2 separate regions of the Anser cygnoides genome follow, and region 2 is linked to region 1. Evidence: chromatin contacts called from public Hi-C data. All regions are on one chromosome and are shown on one strand. Each heading gives the region's core, a stretch centred on a gene start, on an enhancer-like site or on the middle of the called end of the contact. The rest is flanking DNA. Distances are from core to core; before and after follow the strand shown. Region 1 overlaps WARS2 (tryptophanyl tRNA synthetase 2, mitochondrial). Region 2 overlaps HAO2 (hydroxyacid oxidase 2).

The links. Hi-C and Micro-C count contacts between places; a contact is called where the count stands out from the background.
Region 2: a contact with region 1 is called in a Hi-C map of liver, with 4 times the contacts expected there. The contact joins two enhancer-like sites. A contact is called at or near these places in 2 of 7 Hi-C or Micro-C datasets (both in liver).

The regions. Positions count from the first base shown.
Region 1 is chr1:101,262,233-101,266,858 of Taihu_goose_T2T_genome, reverse strand. The region is part of intron 2 of WARS2 (tryptophanyl tRNA synthetase 2, mitochondrial); the gene reads left to right. Among named protein-coding and RNA genes, the nearest start is that of WARS2, 5.0 kb to the left of the region's middle. Within about 2 kb of position 2,643, at least 2 of the 3 cell types and tissues checked have open chromatin away from gene starts, as enhancers often do. A contact at or near this core is called in liver, where this site is marked.
Region 2 is chr1:101,357,527-101,362,152 of Taihu_goose_T2T_genome, reverse strand. HAO2 (hydroxyacid oxidase 2) reads right to left here. Exons shown (of 14, transcript XM_067004249.1): 5 at 2,975-3,177; 6 at 2,636-2,734. Among named protein-coding and RNA genes, the nearest start is that of HSD3B1, 20 kb to the left of the region's middle. Within about 2 kb of position 1,907, at least 2 of the 3 cell types and tissues checked have open chromatin away from gene starts, as enhancers often do. A contact at or near this core is called in liver, where this site is marked.

The DNA of each region.
Region 1 (4,626 bases), core at 1,394-3,893:
GAAAATATAATCTAAGGTAAGTCAGTTGGTGTCGGTGTCTGACTTGATAAAATATGAATTAGCAGAGTTTTAGTCCTGTCAGCAAAGGACATTCTTAACCACAATAGGACATTCTTAACCACAACAGCTACTGATGAAAAAATCTCAGTATGTGAGTGAGGTGAACTTACGAACTGTATGTAGTTAGGTGATTGGGGAAGAAAATCTTACCTGTCAGCAGTACTACCAATGTCTGTGAGTAACTGCCAAGCATTTTTGTACTGGTGTGAACTTAAGCTCTTGGACAGGATATTTCTTTCCTCCTTTACACCTCAAAATGGACTTATGATTTGGTCAAAGAAAAACCTAGACAGTATTGTATGTATCCCCTTCAGACTCTGCTTTGTTCAGATCTACATCACTATTGCTACATAGCATGTTTCAGACACATACTTTATGTTGTCTCAGTGAAGTAGAAGAAATATGAGGTCTTGCTTTTGATTATAGGTTCTCATGCACCGCTAGCTGGTTTTCCAGGCACCCAGATGGAATCCATACAATGGTTTGGGTTGGAAGGGACCTTTAAGATTGCCTAATTATAACTCCCCTGCCATAGGCAGGGACACTTCCCGCTAGACCATGTTGCTCAAAGTCCCATCCAGCCTGGCCTTGAATACTTTCAGGGAGGGGGTATCCACAGATCCTCTGGGCAACCTGTTCCAGTGCCTCACCACCCTCACATTAAAGAATTTCATCCTTTTGCCTAAAAGCCTACTTTTACGTGTTATTGGCCTTCCTGAAGATATCAGGAGCCTTTAGCACCATTTTTTTGTTCTAATAGCCAGGCAGTTATCACTGTTATTATAAGAATACTGTAATACCTCTATGGTTTTTCTTTCTGAGAGCATCTTTTAAAGAAAATACGAACTTTCCATTTTGCTTCTTTTTCTCCTACCCTGATCTTCCCTCTTCTATGCGTAAGCCTTCCCTGGCCTTCACATATGATCTGTTACAGAGGTGGTATTGTCTCTGCTAAAGCTGTGTGCTTTGATAGCCTACAACCTCCATCTCGTACCAACTTTAGCAGCATTCTTCTTCACTGGAAAGTGGATTTTCTTTTAGCTCTCAGTGATACAGAACTGCTTCTTCTAGCCACAAGGGATGTCTTATTTTAATACAAAATACTTTCATCTTTGGTATTAGAATTCAGCCCTTTTTTATTTTTTTGCTTGCACTCAAATTTGGATTAGCTATAACGAAACTCAGGACAGTGAGTCTGTCAGGCACTGTTCAGGTCATACAGAGAAAAGATTGATTTGAGTCCAGCAATCCCAAGGATACTGCTTCTGCCTCTTTTAGAGTGCTGCACAGAAAACATCCCTGGTGAATGTTTAGTCAGGACCATTGCAAAAACAAGATCTTCAAATCCAAGCAATCTTAGCCAACATGTTGGTAAACTTAGCAGCTCAGTTAGGAGTGTGCCTGTACCTTTACGTGAGTTAACAGCCAGAAAAATGCCACAGGATAAATCCGTTTCCTTAGCTTGCTTTTTGGTCACAGTTTGTGACCAAAGATGGTGCTAAAATCAAGGTGCACTTACTGTTTCTTCCTCTGCTGTGGCAGCTTCCTGAGGCCAAGGTTAGACTCCTCAGTCTGGCATGCTTTGCTCCTAAGAAGTCTGTGTTTGCTATTGTTTTTTTCCCCTCTAGTTATGTTCCAGGGAATTACAAAAAATGGGGTTTGTTCACTGAGAATTTATGCTAAGCAGACTACCTTCCAGGCTGCTTCTTTTCTCATCTCTTGTATTTTTGGAGACAGGAATGGCATTTGTCCTTCTCTGGTCTCTTGATACTTTGTTAGGCCTCTGTGAATGCCAGCATTCTTAGTACTTTAGAAGATCTTCAAACTAGTTGGTGTTGATGAAATATGATTCATTTTTTGATGAAGTATTGTTCTTTCTGTATTCAGGCCACCTGATCACTCCATTGTTAGTGTGCTGGTTATGTTACTGATTGGTCATGTTTCATATTTTTTTAATGAAGATTGCTGTGAAAAAGGCATTAAAGATAAAAATTGAAGGGTTATTTTAGAGAGAACCGCTAAAATGTCTTTTCCCAAATTGCAGATTTAATCTTGAATATTTTTAGCTATAGTTTCTGTATGAGTTAGGGAGAAAGGCAGTAACTGAAAGCACGAGGCCCCAGTCCTTACGGATATCGAAGACTGAAGTTAAAACTGTAGTGGAAGCTAGAGCTCGATGTTTAGTATCATTCAGCTTTGTTTTAAACGAAATGCAAACTCTTTAAAGGAGACCATGTTCCCAACTTGAATTTGTTGCTGTTACATAGGGATCACTTTGTTAATCATTAATGAAATTAGTCCCCAGATACACATAACAAGCTGTGGTTGTACACAGGTTACTGCAGCAGGTCAACTTCAGAACGACCATCCAGGCACTCGTGTACTGAGATTGATGGATGAGCAGAGAGTTTAAGTGCCTGCCTTGGATTTATGATTGTGGCAGTCCCTGGTGTAGCATGTCTTTCTTCTAGAGTGCATGAAGGTTGGAGGCAGCGAAGTGCTTTTAACTGAGAAAAAAGCTGGAAATACAAATGTCTATTTGATAGCAAAAACCTGTGCCATGGCCTGGTGTCCAGTATGAGGTTGTTCAATATGTTGTAATCTACAGGACCTTTAGAAGAGATCTAAGAGACATGAGAAGTACCTTGCAAATAGGAGTGGATTCTATGTGGATTCCAGCACAGAAATTGATACTGAATTTATTTATTTTAATTTCTCATTTTCTTAAATGTTAACTTTTTGACTATTGCTGATGGGCGCAGATGCTCATGGTTTGGTTACCCAACTGCCCTTGAAATCAATTGGGTTTAGCAGTGTGTTTCAGCCTCTGGATTAAACCTTTAGCATATTTTATCCAGGTTGGAAATTAATGAATTCTTTCCTAATCAGTCATTTGTTTTATTTTTAATCGCTAAGTAATTTGCATTTAGGAAAACTACCGTATCTTTTAGATAGTATTGAAGGTGTTCTGTATGCCAGAATGAAACCATTATCTTGTGTACCATTTTCAAAGGTGAAAGGAAATTAGTATGCAGTGAGAATATATATTTCTCGAGTCTTCATTGAGTTTGGGAGAACTCAAATTTCTACACAGAGTTATTAGAATTTCCAGTTGGAGAGAGACTTCCCTAATCTGCCTTGCTTAATGCTTCGTCTGTAGCGAATTTTGGCCACTGTTGTAGCTACAGAAGAGAGAGCCCCCCATTGTAGACAGAAATGAAGCATCTTTGAGGCGTGAACTGGCCCTATTCATTTCCATAATGGAATTCTAACAATAAAGTCTGGCAAATGTAGACTGTTTTAGCAGGAAACAGCCCTTTATTCTGGCATCTTGGCAGGGCTTGGGTAGAGTCCCACCATTCTTTCCCCCTCTGGCCCTTGCTTTGAGTCTCTTGGCTGAGCCTGTTTTTTCTCTTGAGAGACTTCTGTTTTTATTAACTTGTTTTTGTAGAGTGAGTTTAATGAAAGATGCTACACTGGCAATCCTGGATGTTGAATTTCTGTGTATGTTTCTCTGGTGCATATATTGGACAAACATCATGAATTGTGCAGTCTGTAGTGGATCACCTCTGTCTCTAGACTGCAGAGGGGGGTCTTGTTTTAATGCTGTTTCTTTAGCAGATAGAATTTCCATTTACTAGTACGGCAAGTGCTATTCTAGACCTTCAACAATTACTTTTTCCATGACACAAGTTGTGGTTTATCCTGGGACTCTAGGGTTAGATGAACAAGCATTTTATGGAGTTGACTCAAATTACAGTAGAATCAGAAGCTGAAGTGAAGAAAACCCCTAAACTTTAAGTCAGTTATGTCACCTTAGATCATTTATTTTTTGAGCTCTGCTGAGTTTGTAAGTAGTGATTTGAAATTGTTTTCCTTCTGGTTATTTGAGCCGTTAACTGTTAGTAACTGCAACAATACCATTCTTGGAGTCCCTTGCTCAGACAATTCATGTAGGAAATTTTATCATTTTGTGTTGTATCAAGCAAATCTATTTCATCTACTGGACTGTAGAGTATTGTCTACCTTGAGAGTATATTGAACTTCTTACTACAAGGGGAAGAAAGAAGGGGAACCATATATATGGTTGCTACCAGAAATCAAATGTCTGTTTTTAACTTTTAACCTCAAGGTTTTTTTGAATTATGCTAGGGCTTGCTTCCACTGCCTGAAGCTGTCACAAGCATTGCAAAGGTGAAGTTGATCCAATAGTTTCAGTGATATCTGTACAATGTCTAAATAAAGAGTTAGTGTTGTGTGCAGGGACCACTGATACGGGTTTCCTCAGTTTTCATGGTGTTGTGTGTAGGTCACGTTACAAACCACTACCCAGGATATTGATGTTTTTTTCATAACCAGGCAGATAAAACCCTGTAATGCTCCATTTGTATTTAGATAGCACTTTCATAACTGTACAGAGTAGAACCGTTTTGTTTACATTAACTAGTTTATAGATGAGGGGTTTGGAGCCTTACAGTACACATTAGAAGGTAATGTAAGTGCTTCTTATTGAGCTTTCAGAGGGGGGTAATCCCACCTAGGTGTGTGTCAATATTTCAGTTCCTG
Region 2 (4,626 bases), core at 658-3,157, 96 kb before region 1:
AACATTGAGTGGATATTAGATCCCTGAACTGTCACTCTCTTCCAGGGACTCTAAGGGCATTTAATGCAAACCTTGGACCCCTCTGCCTTGCAGAAGAGTTGCTGAGATGTTGTCTCAGTCCAGGTGGCCCACCCTGTTCTTGAGACTATTTTCTGAGAGTGTCCCAGTCAGTTTCCATCTCCAAAGTGCAGTCAGCACAGCACACAACACCATGGTAAATAGCTTACAGCTGCTAGATACCTGAACAGCATTATATATCCAGGGGTGACTGTAAGCAATATTCAAAGCATGGTTATATGCTGTGCCATGCACAGTGGGCTTTTGTGTGGTGCCACAAGCTTCTCCTTGCCACTTGACGTGCTGTGCCAGACACATCCCTGGGAGGGTAGAACTTGCTGGTCTGCAATATGTTTGGCTGACTCCTACATACCCAGTGACCTCAGTATTTAGAAAACACTCCTGTGGAGAATAAAGAGCATGACAGAGGCAGCTCTCATATCAGGGTAATCTTGAGGTAATACTGCTTCACTTGACACTGGTCCCTGAACACATTTAATTTATCTACGTAGCTTCCTAAATGTCCTGTACTTGTGTCCCAAAATATTGACAAGGCTGCCTCTCATATAAATTTAGAGTCTGAAGGGCAGTGTGATGAGCTTGCTCTGATTCCTTTTGAAATATAAGTCCAAAATGACATAAATCCCTGCTTAGCTGTCACAGAATCATGGCAGAGTTAGCAAAAATAAGGGACTTTTGGAGGTTATCTAATCCAACCTCAGACTTAAAAGAACTTGTAAAAACACATCCAAGTCATCAGGATTCAACTGCTTGCTGAACTTGGTCTGTAATATATTCTGTCTCCCATACAAATGAATTACACGATTGATACTTATTTGGGTATTTCCTAAAATTTCAAGTCTTGATCTTGCAAGTGTGATGACCTCAAGAAGCTCCACCAGAATTAGAGGAGCTAAAGGGAGACTCTGGTCTTTTGCCTCTTGAGATTCCTCTTGAATCAGAACTTCTTTCCAACATCAGTTACTCCTTAATCAGGCTATGACTACCCAATGTGAATAAATATTTCATCTGACCTCAGGCAAATTTTGCCATTCATCTTCTGCCTTAGTATAATGAAAACTGGCAGATGCAGCCAAAAAAAGTAGGAAGAAGCTTGCATCTCTTTATCTCTCTTTATTCTGTCTTAATGAACAAAAGCCTGAAGAGGATACTTTAGGTCCTCTGCTATTTTAAGACACAGCAGTCATTTAATTCCATCACAAATTCCATCTTAAAACTATTTGAATTATTTATTCCACCAATTCTCCTCAAAGGCTGTCCCATAAAATCATTCACTGGAGAGTCCCTTAGGACAGTTCCCTGACAGAACAATTACTTATGGACTGACTTGTCTGAATTCAAGACCATAAAATTCAGAAGCAAGTAAAGAGTCTTCATCTAACATACTCTGGCATGAACATGTCATAAAACTATGTCCAAATTCCTAGTGCAAGCCATTGTCAAGGCCAGAGTTGGGGAAAAACACAAAATATTTTCTACACATCTTCAGTTCTCTATTGTAACAAATATCTTCTGGGTGTTTGCATTGCATACTACAGCACTGATACACACTAAAAAAGGACCACAGAAAATTTAGACAAACTATGTCCAAATAGTTTGGACAGAAAACACTGACAAAAAGCAAATTCCATAACATGAAACATGATTCTAAGAACTACCCTCAATCTTTCAGGGAATAGAAGTGACATTGTGTGACCCAGATGTCTAATCAAACCAACATAAATGCTGACTATCAAATGCCTGCACTTACATACTTGTGATCCAGCCAGGTCTAAAAACTATGCAAATTAATGTTTTAGCAAACTGTGCCCATTTGCGAGGAAACATACAAAACACAGACAAAATCAATTTGCTAAATTGTTTGTTGCAATTACTTCTGTGGGTCTGATTAAAATAGGTATTTTTCAAGGTATATGAAAGCATAAAGTTTTAAAACAGCTGTGGTTTTGGTCTAATTTCTCTACAAATGTACAGGAAGAAGTAAATACCCTAGTTTTCAGGATTAGCCTCCCACAGCAGATTAACAGGGGTTTCAAGCTTCAACAAAACCAGTCCCACGTTTCTGATGTTGTACGCCTCTGACACAGATAAACACATAGGTTATGTACACAAATCCAACCTGTCAAATTGCAGACATGGATATGTCTCTCTAACTGAGATGCCTGTGTATACACTGGAAAATTAGGACTCCATTCCCCACTAGCAAAGAGCTAAGGATGAGAGAATCATTTGAAGACAAAGAGGAAGTGTGACTTACTTCTTCAGTGTTGTTTTGTCTACCCTGGCAGGCATTAGGTAGCAGGTGGTAAAAATATCCCAAGCCTTCTCTGTATGTCTTCATGACATCAACCACAGCTGACAGCACAAGTTTTCATATACCATATATCATGACCATGAAACACATACCGTGACTTTTGCTTTCCTACTGCTAGGGAGGCCAAAGTCAGGAAGCGCAAAAAGATAAACTAAGTCCTTTAATGGTAGAATAAATCGGAATTTTAATTAATCCAGGCCCAGTCCTCATTATCTCACAGTTCAGAGCTCAGTTCAGACTTACGTTGGATTCTAGGGAGAGCAGGAGCAGGTAAGATCCTCTGTTTCAAGACAGCTTACAAGCAGGATGCAGAGAAGGTCTTTTCACTGAGTACTATTTTTTCTGCAGTCAATAAGCAACCACAAGAGATTAAAGATCAATCCTGCAATAAACTTTGTACTGTTTGTGTAACACTAACTTTGTTTGGCTATTAGATCATTAGAAGGTCCTTCCAAAAAATGCTTCACCTTGTCAACCAAGCAATTGCTTGGGACACAACATTGGAGCAGTGGCTGAAGGCTGCACATTCCCCCCCAGGGAAGCAACAGTTTTTCTGGGGTTTGATTGAAACCCTAAACTGACCTGTTAGAAGGGATGAGAGAGGTTCAGTCATGGGCTGGCAGTGTCCCCTGTCCCGTGCTCTGCTGATGCTACAAGCAGTAGGAATGGAGGCGAAAGGACATTTCCCATGAGGAAAATTCAGTCTGTTGAAAACATGGTAGCTCTACCAGGAAGGCTGCATGTTATCACACCTTTGTGCAGGTCTCTGAGGGAAACTAATGGGTCTACAAAAAAAAAAAAAAAAAAAGGCTTTTTAGGTTTGTTGTGTGTTTCCACTCCACGGACAACCAAACTGTCTCCTTCAAGCCTATTGGTAACTTACTGCTGCTGTATGTGCTACAAGTCCCACCAAAAAGATGATCCACAGACAGTGGGAGTTGTTCCAGCCCACAGCTACAGAGCCTTGAATCTTTACCACCATGTGTGAAGGAGACATTTTTTACTTCCTACAGTATATGAACAAGTAAAGTAGCCTTTGTCTTTTGCCATTTTTAAAGGGTTATGAGTGCTTTTGTGGTCCACCTGCTCTCCCCCAGGCCTTGCAGATTTCCTCCTTTGGCTCCCCACCCAGCTATCTCCCAGAAGCACTCTCTGTCCTCTCCCTTTCCTGTGCCTGGGAACTGGTGAGAATTCTCTGTGCTTCCCTCTATTTCCCCTGCTGAGCATTACAAACTGGCTCCGAGGTGCCAACAGATTTATGATATTGATTTAAATTTGCAAGATACGAAAAGTAAATATTGGACAGTTTTATTTGCCCTTTGTTGTTTTTTAGCATTTAGGCTTCGTGTTTTCAATTCTTCCAAGCAAGCATGAGAGCTTGAAACTTATATTTTTACTAACTGAAAATTGAGATATTTTTCCCTATAAACATGTGATACCAGGTGCAGAAGGTGAGGCAGAAACTTGTGAAAACATTCCTGGAGTTTTACCAGCCGTCTTGTCCTCCCAGCCCAAGCAACACAGCTGAGGCAGCAAGTGAGACAAAGGACTTGGGAGAACTAGAAACTGAACAGCACTGCAGCTTCAGGGCCTGCTATCCAAGAAGCTGCTTGGGTCTAGGACTGCAGATCTTAGCTCCTGACAACATAAATCCTAGGCCATTGACATCATCTTTGTAGCTGCAGTGAACATCTATTCTCCTCTTAGGTGTATTCGTGAAGTTCTGCCCAAAATCTACCAGGCATGATCATATAGAGCATCATCTTTTAAAGCTTTTTAAAATTCTGCCTTCAGAGCTTATTATCTGCTGACAGCACTGTGAAGCTAGCTTCTGGTATTCAGCTATCCATATGCTAGTCACAAATGAGACAAGGTATGCACATTCAGCTTAGTGCCAATGAGCATCTTGGTTCACTTTCCTGCCCAGGAAAAATCCATTCAGCATGACTTCTGAAGAAAAGATCAAAACACCGTCTCTGTCTGCAATACACAGAGAGAGGGTAAAAAAAAAAAAAAAAAAAAAAAGCATCCCTGGGAAGAAAAATCCTGTACTCACCCTTCTCCTCCCCACTAGATGTCAGCTTTGGGTCATATATATCAATTTATGCTGGTAATAACAAAAAGAGACCGTCAGTCCTTGATGCCCTGCCAGGCACAACGTCCTTAAAACTGACACTATCACATCACGCGAGTGCCTGCTAATAGGCTTGGAAATCTCCGTTCTCTGTGTTTTA